Linked DNA regions of Dromaius novaehollandiae: region 1 is linked to region 2. A link is a contact called in public Hi-C data. All regions are on one chromosome and are shown on one strand. The core of a region is the stretch at or near the end of the contact, and the rest is flanking DNA. Distances in the headings are between cores, read along the strand shown. Region 1 overlaps NDFIP2 (Nedd4 family interacting protein 2). Region 2 holds the start of SPRY2 (sprouty RTK signaling antagonist 2).

Region 1 (4,725 bases), core at 298-2,797, 350 kb before region 2:
TGGCCTGAGCCTGAATGTCCTTATTCATATGCCTAATCCTGTTAAAAGATGATATTTATTCATGTTAGCAGGGATGGGCAGCTGTGTATCCTTAGTCCATGATTATGCAGTTGGATCCTTGTAGGTGCACCTTTGTTCCTAAAACAGAGTATTGCACATGCATTTCCTGGTTTATAACACTGGCTTTATTTTAGAGTCTTGAGTTCAATACAAACACAACATCCCCTTTGGGAGTCTTCTCAAAAAAAGTTCATACAGGTATCTTACAATGTTTGTTTAGAGTAAATACATTGTCACTTCATAAAAATCAGTTTAAATTCAAGGTAATTTTGGAAATAATCTATGAAGGGAAAAATCATATTTTTAAGACTCTGAAAGTGGAAAAATTGTGTTACACTTCTCCCCGTACTCATTTAAGTTATACCATTACTTTCTTAAAAATATCATCTCTTAAGGGTTACTGTTTTCTGTTCATGCACATTGAATTTCCTTAAATGTTTGTGAAGTTTATGCTTCTCCCTAAGTAGGAGAATACATCTCTCAATCCTTTGTACAACTGGAATCTCAGTTGCAAAATACAGTAGTTATGGGTTGCACCTTTGGGAAGAAAAAGATGCAGATCCTTTCCTCCAGTTTTTTTTCCTTTTATATTAGAATTCTGCTTTTTTTATTACTAATGTTAAAAATGATGAGGTTTATGTTGTTGTTAAGCTAGGGCTGTATTCAATTTTTTATCTATAATGTTTAAAAATGCATATATAAACTGGTCACATTATTCATTTTCTTAATCTTTCAGAGATATTAAAAGTGATTATAGACTAACTTAAGGGGCACCTCCACTTCTCAGCTTTTCATGGGGAAAAAAGTTCAGTATTATGTTCGATATCTGATTGGAATTTCCCTCTATACTTACCTTTTCTTTTTCTATGTTCTTTTGCATTCATTGTCCTTATGAAAAAGCAAATAATAAAACATTGCTTTGTTTTGCTAAGTAAGACTTCTGCTTTTTGGTTTTTTGCACTTCACATTGAAAACTACACACTGCAATGTTTGTGTTAACATGGAATTACAAACAAATTGGCTAAATACTAACCAATCCTCTGTTCTCTTTTCCTTTTCAGCTCATGTTTTGTTGGAGCATACTGTAAGGACATTTCTCTTAATGAGTTAATACAAGTGTGCCAGGCATGCAATATTGATTCCTTTTTTATATTTACCAATGTTAGCTAGTATTATTTTCCAACTGTATGAATTTTTTCCCAAATTAAATAGCAGTCTTCCAGTTGCTTTATTTCCATTTGCTCCACTAACACTTTACAGAATGCTTCATCCAGATACTTGTTTTTTTTCTGGGCTAGCTTGGAAGAATTCTCCTTCAGACAGAGAGACGATTTGGGTTAAAAATGTACATGTTATCTAATCCTCTATAGTTGATGCAGCAGTTTGGTAGCCTGAAATCTCATCAGCAGGAGGAAGGGAATTGGGACGCTGTTTTCAAAGACTGTGCAATCTATTCCAGATGTGTCAAATGCTGCATATTTTCCTTGCTATTTCCTGTGAGCTTGGTTAGGAGCAGCTGGCTCTGTGGTTTAGAGACACCTGGCCAGCTTTGCTTTGTGTCTTACTTGGAGATGGGGGGGAAGCCCCCTCCCCCCCCCCACTGCCCCAGTGTCACAGAGGAGTTGACTGTAAACAGATTTTGTATGAATGCAAATAAAACTTTGAAGTTTGGAGTGAAATGAGGGAGGGGGATTCCATTTAATTTGTGTAACTTAAATTCTGTAGTTTTCCTTGTCTATTTTCATTGATGTGGACACCACAGGAAGACAGACATGTTGAATATGATTCAAGTAGCCAGCAGCTTTATTAACACATTTTGGAAATGATCCATCACTAACTTTTCCTGTGCAGATGACTGTTTTGAGGAGAGAAGGTTGTCTCCAAGCTTTCACTCTGTCTCACCTGGAGTATGAATGTAATCTTCCTCCTGTAAAACCCTTTAACCTTGTTTCAGCACTCTACTCTTCCTGAGTTCCACTGCCTTCCTGTTGGATGATGGCAACAGGTGAGGAAGTGGTTTTATTAATGTGCTATTCTACCATAAGAAGACTCTTACCTGTCTTCCCCATTTAGAGAGTGTTCTCCCATAATATGCTGTATTAGTTCTTGTGAGGTCGTTAACATTGTTCACTTGTAAGTTCATCATGTGCACTTACTATTGCTGCTTGTACTTTTGAAGAGATTAATCTCTGTCTTTGATTAATCTCTTGTTTTGGATATAGCAATCTGTCAACATGGGAAAAATTTCCTAATTACCTTAGAAGGTGATTGGAATATGTGCACAGCCACCACAAACTGTCCAGTCCAGTGTATTGTGTGTGTTCCACGGTGTTTTTTTCACCCACCCCAGGTTCCTCTTGTGATTATCATCTTTTTCCTCTGAACTTCCCAGGATACTTTTACCTTTTGTATCTTCTCTATTTACCGTATCCTTTCCACTTTCATGTCCCTTCTTTTTTTTATGTTCTTGTTGTGCACTCAGCCAGTTGTTCATTTATTCTTCATTATACATGCCTGCACAGACAGATGCCCATCCTTCTTAATTTGCTACCTTAGTGTAGTACCATGAGTTCCAAATACCCAGTTTCATATGAAACAGACTGCTGTTGGCATAATTTGTTTATTAGTAAAACAACTGTAAAGCAAATTGCACTTGCACATGTTCTTCAAATGAATATTTTAATTTAGTATAATTACAGTTGCATTGCTGGCTTCAATAAATATTTTGCTTTTTCCATTAATGTATCATAAGTCCACTTCTGCTGCTTTTGAGATGAGAGTTCATCAGATGAGAACTCTCTGCCAGTTGTGAAGTCTGAAGTTTTAGTGTATTTTCTGTTAGTGTTGACTAGGTGTTTGAGTGAAGTCTGCAGATCTTCCTGGAGATATTATTGGAATAAAGCTAGTGTTAGCCATGGTATAACTGTTAGTATGAGCGCCTGTGGGATTACTGCGCAGCTAGTCAGCTCTTTTTTGAGGTCTCTTTAAGTGATTTCTAATCACTAACTTCTGCACTTGACAATATTCCTTGCATCTTTCTTAGAAACTCTTTACACAGATTTTAGTCTTAAAATGTGAAGAATTGTATTTGATCAACTTTGTCTCTGTACCTCTCAGAACAGCAATGAACTTCTGCAGACAGCCCTGTCATCTCACTTATGCGGAACACTGGAAATCGCTTTTGCATATTAAATTGATGGGTCAAATACTACTATATGTACCTGAAATGGAAATTAGATACAACTTAAAAGTTGTTTCTTGGAGTATAGTCTAACAGTGTGATTAAGGGAAAAAAAGGAATCTCTTTTATACATTACAGGCAGTCAATTACAATGTTACTTTTCTTTGAATTCTGAAGTGCTCCTATTTTTTCCTGAGGAGTAAAATTTTGTTGCTGTTGTTGGTGCTTTTCTTTTTTTTTCTTTTTTTAAATAGAAAACTCACAACACACATGCCAGTTTTGTTCGTATTTGTTGTAACATGGGTACATGTTAAACACAAGAAATAGTATAATCCCATGGTAAAAAATTTAAGGGTACACATTCAGGAGACACTTAAATGTTTCTGAAATCTGACTGAAAGTTGATGTGACTTGTTGGACTCAGTAGGTTACATATTGCATAGCTCAGGTCTGTACTTGACTCCTTCCTTAGTAAGGATCATAAGTGTTGCTATGCAGTGTGCTCTAGACATGTCATTGGATCAAACCAAAATTGCTGCATGTTCTTTTATTGCATATTAAGCATAGATTTACTGATGGGCGTGAGGAAAGGAGAGAAACAAGGGAAGGAAGAGTTCTTGGACCTTCAACTCTGCTTTTGCAGCAGCTGATTCAGCAGGTGTTTCTGGCACTATGATGTGAGCACTTTTGTGTGCATCATTCCCTTTCTCCCCAGTTGACCAGGGCTGTGCCCAAGCCCTTTTGCATACATACTTAATCTGTGGAAATAGCCCTTAGTATTACTTTTGTCTTCTGGAGACAACTACTGAAATAACAAATTCTTTTCCACTTTGACAGAGAGAAGGAGGTCCCAGCTGGCTACCCACTAAGGCATTTGGCCAACAGTTGTTAGCCCAGCCTGGCCTCTGGGAAATGCCGCTGCCTGTTTCACTACCCTGCCAGGCAGAATGTAATTTTCAGCTCTGTCTTCAGTTATACAATCTGCATGGCATATGCAGCCTCTTCAATTCTTGCAATATTGAAGTTTACATTAACACAGAAATCAGTGTTGTCAACTATATATTTTTGTCACAAATCTGGTGATGTTGGGTAACTTACTGTTTTACTCAGTGTGGTAGCTATCCAAGCTTCAGTTTAGAAAGTGACAAACATCATGTTCCCAGCATAGTTTTCAAGGTCTGGTAAGTTGGTGCAGTATATTCATGAACACTTGCTACTGATCTTGCTGGACACTTTCTACAACCACCTGGTACAAAGGGGGCACTATGATTCATGACTGGATTCTTAGGATCTATGTTGCGTGCAAAATATGCACTTTGTAAAAGAAACTTCTGCTTACTAGAAATATCTATCTGTATCTATCTGAACTCTTAACAGTTATATGTTGTCTAATATCACACATGAGCGAATGAAAAGTTCCAAGTAGCATGCTAAGTTTCTTGTTGGGAGTGGTTCACTTGCTTCTAACTTAATTTGATTTTTAC
Region 2 (4,444 bases), core at 1,899-4,398:
GCAAAAAAAAAAAAAAAAAAAAAAAAAAAAAAAAGTCGTGCAATATCGAGGAATTGCTCTTTTTTTAATTAAAACCTTTGCTATATATAAAAAAAGTTTCAACCAACAGCCTGGGTAGACGTTCTCTCATCTGAAACTCTCTCAAGATAAAAAGAATACAAAATAAAATGCTTTCCCCCCATCCTTGAGAGGAACCAACAACGCTGCCTGCCCTCCTCCTCCAAACCCGGGCTTTAGCCCACTTAAGCCAGCCGAGCAGACCCGCCGCAGTCACCCTGCCTCTCCAGCAGTGACAGCCCGGCGCTCAAGGAAAGCTGACCCCCACCTGCAGTTCCTAGGGAGACCCGAGGACCCCTCGGCCACCGCGGCAGGAGCTGCGGAAGAGCCGCCGCGCTTCGCTCCCGCCCGCTCCGCACCGCGGCTGCAGCCCGGGCGCAGCAGGTGGGACGCGGCCGCCCCGCGCCGCGGCTGCCGGCGGCGCAAGCGGCCGCGCGAGTGCGGACAGCCCGCAGATAACCGGGAGACATCCCCTGGGCTGGGAGGTGGGAGGGGGCTGCTGCCTGCCTTATCAGGAAAGTCAAACCCACGTTTCCTTTTAACCCCCCCCTCTCCCCCGGGATGCTAAAGGAGCCTTCCCAGCCCGGTAATGCAAAGCGACCTGCAGAGCAGTCGAGACAACACCTCCAGGACAGCTGGGTAAAAGGCAGATCGCCCCCCTCTTGCCTTGCCACAAGCACCCATTCAAAGCCAGCCGCAGGAAGAGCTGCTCTGATTTTTTTTTTTCCTTCTCCATTTGCTGCAAAGTGTGCACACTCCAGCCCGCCCCCTTGCCCCCAACCCGAAGGGACACACAAGGGATTTGCAGCTGATCACCAGCCCGAGCCTAGGCAATCTTCCTTCTCCAGCCCTTTGAAAGATCCGCTAACAGGACGAGATGCAAACCTCTGTCACGTTTATTTGCAAACACGTATTTGCCGGAAAGCTCTTACGGGAAAGCAGGACTCTCCCTCCTCTGCTCTAGCACTGCTTCTCCCCTTTCCATCCACCAAGAGCGGGGAAGGAGCAGCATTTGCCTTTTTGTGTGTGCCTGTGTGTGATAACACGCTCCCCCACTTCCAAAAGCCAAAGTCCACTCTCGCAGAGCTCAAGTGCCCTTCTTGCTAGCTCCTGCTGCCCGGGATTGGCAACCGGAGAGCAGGGGGGCCGGCTCTCACCTCCTGCAAGATGGGGAAGTTTAAAAGGCGAAAGGGGCTTCTTGCGTGCTGTGGAAAAACCCCAGGTCTCGCTGGCTGGGAGAGGGCGAGCCTAAGGGGGAAAAGCGCTCTGTCCATGAGTCTCTGGTCTGTGCCGGGAGCCTGTGCAGCGCCCCCCCACCCCCATCCCCACCGCACACACACCAGCCACCTCCTCTGCTTTCAAATTGTTTTGAAACCCCCATTAAGGGCCGAGTGTGTGATCAGACTATGGATTAGGGCAAAAGGGACTTTACCATCGGGTTGGAGCAAACTGACACACAAATAGCGTGCTTAAAACACCAGCAGTGGTTTTTCTTTTTTCTTTTTTTTTTTTTTTGGGGGGGGGGTTGCTACAAAGTAAACCTACCAAAAGAAAAATAAAATAAATGCAAAAAATAAAGGCTTTCCTTCCCCTTCAAAGCTGCGGTGCAGAACCGGGGGAAGAACCTTCCCCGTCTTATGGGTCGAATTAATTTCACTGCACCAGAAACGCACGCGCGCACGCACACACACACATAGATATTTATACCAGACGTGAACTCACTTCCGAACCGCCCGGCTCTGCCGGCGCCGCCACGGCCCGCCGTGAGCCACCCATCTCCGCGCCGCTTGCTCGCCCTCCTCCGAGCCGCGGCCGGGCAGCCCCGGGCGCGCAGCCCCGCGACCCCCCGACCCCCCCGCGGCACTCCTGGGGACCCCGCCTGCTCCGCCGGCAGCAGCGAGCCGGGCCGGCGGAGCCCGGGGCACGCCGCAGCCCCCCGCGCCCCCCTGCGCGCCCGCGCAGCCCCCCGCGCCGCCCGGCACCCCGGCGGCGCAGCCCGCAAAACCCAGCGGAGCCCACCCTCCCTCCGGCCCACCACCGGGGGAGAAACCGCTCCGAAATCCCACCTCCAGCCCCTCTCCGGGAAAGGAAGGCGAGGGGAAGGGGGGGAGAGGGAGAACCTGTACGAGTGGAAAAGGGATCGGCCTCAAACATTTCCACGAGTTCTCTTGGAGCAGCCGGGGGGGGGGGGGGATACTGAAAAAAGCTTGTTTTGCAAAGAAGGAAAAGGCTCTCACCGTGATCGCGGCGCTGCACCAAACCCCTCTCTCTCTTGTATTTTCTTCTTCCTGCGGTTTGCAAATAAATCCAGCCCTAAAGCAAAAAAAAATTCTTTTCCAAACTCTGCTTTAGTCCAACTTGCAAGTCAGAGTAAGAATGATCACCATGTAAAAAGTCCAGAGCAAAGTTAGGTCCCTCACCCCAGATCGATTATAAAGACGCGTGTGTGTGTGTGTATTATAATAATAAAAACACCTCTCCGGATCGGGGTGGGTTTTCTTTGCTCCTAAAAAGAAATCACTCTGTCTCTCTCTCTCTCACGCACACACTTTTTTCTCAATGAACAGAAGGCCGAATCGCCAATACCAAGTCACTTTTTGTTGTTGTTGCAAATGATCAAGAGGAAGGGGAAAGCCAAAGAAAACAAAATAAAGTGGATCTAAAAGAAAATCCCAAAGCTTTCTTCCACTGAGCTTGTGCAATGTAGCCGTTCTGCTGAGAAGCTGCTTGCTGCAAGCTCTTCTCCCCTCTCTCTCTAGCTTTCTCGCTCCCTCTGCGAGCGTGTGTGTGTTGCAGGCAGCTCTGTGGTTTGCAGTCGGGGGGGGGGGTATTTTGGGAGCGCAGCGGATTTGTGGTGGTGGTTGTTGTTGTGTGTTTGGAGGAGGTGGAGGAGGAGGAGGAAGATTTGAGATCTGAGCTGTAGGGGCTCGGCGTTTTTCTGCTCGCTCGCTCGCTCCCTCTCTCTCTTTTTCTTTCCGGAGGAGGTAGGGTGATCTCTCTGCAAAAGCAGCAATAAATGGCGTCATGTGGATCTGAGGAGGAACAGAGCAGTTGTTGTCCCAGAGGATATATCGCATCCGGTCCCAGCTCATTGGCTCTGCGGGTCTACATTCACTGGCGCTCCCAGCGCCCTGCCAGCACTCCGAGCCGCGGGAGGCACCAAGAGGGCAGCGCTGCCGCCGCGCTCCGCCGCTCCGCGCCAGTCCGCCGGCCGCGCAGCGCAGCGCAGCGGCGGGCAGCCCCGCTGCCGGGGCCTCGCCGCAGCCTGCTCTGCCTCCTGCGTGTGCGCTCACACGACCCTTCGGCCGCTTTTGTGCCGCTGTGTTTACGCGGAGGCACGCAGCGCCCGCGCCGCGCGGCACCGCCAGCGGAGCCGCCCCGCAGGAGGCACCGCGGAGGCACGCTCGCCCCGCAGCCGCCGGCTGCCGAGGGGCCTGGGGCCCGCTGCCCGGCCGCTCCCCTCCCCCCTCGGTTCTTAACTCGGGGAATAAAACTTTGAACACCCCCCCTCAAAAAAAATTGATTTTTCAGTGAGCAGCCCCTGGCTACGCCTGTGAGAAGGGAGGGTTACTGCTCGGGGCATTGTCCCGCGGATTAACGCGATTAGGCGGCACGCCGCCGCGCTGGGCGCCCCGTGGCCGGGCGGGGGGCGCGGGGCGGCAGCTCCCACGGCAGAGCAGGCCCGCGGCGGGGGCTGCGCCCCGCGGTGCTCTCCACGCGGAGCGTGGCCCGCAGGCGCCTGTGGGCGGCCGCGGCTTTGGCGGCGGCCGGGATCCCCTCTCGTGCGCGGAGGGGTTGTGCTCGCCTTTTTTAAAAATTTTTCTTTTAATTAATTCACATTCACGTGTGGGACACGGGCTGCGGGCAGCTCACGAACGTGACTGTTTGGCTTATGGGCGTTTCCTGACACAGCAGCAGCCCGGTCTCTTTTGTACGGGCGCTGGCTGAAATCAGTGACAGGGCCGCTGTCGAGCTGCCTGGGCATCTTACACCCACATGTGCGGTTGAGCATGCAGCACGGGGTGCCCACGTCTGCACTCACGGAGCACCGACACACCAGTGTCGCATGTGGCACTGCTTCACATACACGCGAGGCGGAAAGCAGTAATGCATTGCATTATTTACATGAACAATTCTCAGAGCAAAAAAAAAAAGAAAAAGAAAAGCTCTTTTTACTACTTGAGGCAATTTGCAGACACTTCCTTTTCTACACCTGCTAGTTACCACTTTTTGAATGAGTTGGCCATTCTAAATAAAATCTGAAAATAAAAAAGGGCCTTGTATTACCCCGTCGGCCTTCAGATTTTCTTATTTCGTACGTATAAGGATGAGTTCGTCCAGGCTAATACTCTGAGCGGAAGGCGCATTATTTTCCAGGGCCGAGTTT

What was found. Hi-C and Micro-C count contacts between places; a contact is called where the count stands out from the background.
Region 1: a contact with region 2 is called in a Hi-C map of brain, with 5 times the contacts expected there. The contact joins the enhancer-like site here to the promoter of SPRY2 in region 2. A contact is called at or near these places in 3 of 4 Hi-C or Micro-C datasets (brain, liver and ovary).

Annotation. Positions count from the first base shown.
Region 1 is chr1:172,227,928-172,232,652 of bDroNov1.hap1, reverse strand. It overlaps NDFIP2 (Nedd4 family interacting protein 2), which reads left to right. Exons shown (of 8, transcript XM_026120826.2): 8 at 1-991. Among named protein-coding and RNA genes, the nearest start is that of NDFIP2, 47 kb to the left of the region's middle. Within about 2 kb of position 1,547, at least 1 of the 2 cell types and tissues checked has open chromatin away from gene starts, as enhancers often do.
Region 2 is chr1:171,880,011-171,884,454 of bDroNov1.hap1, reverse strand. It overlaps SPRY2 (sprouty RTK signaling antagonist 2), which reads right to left and starts at 3,148. Exons shown (of 2, transcript XM_026120899.2): 1 at 2,295-3,148.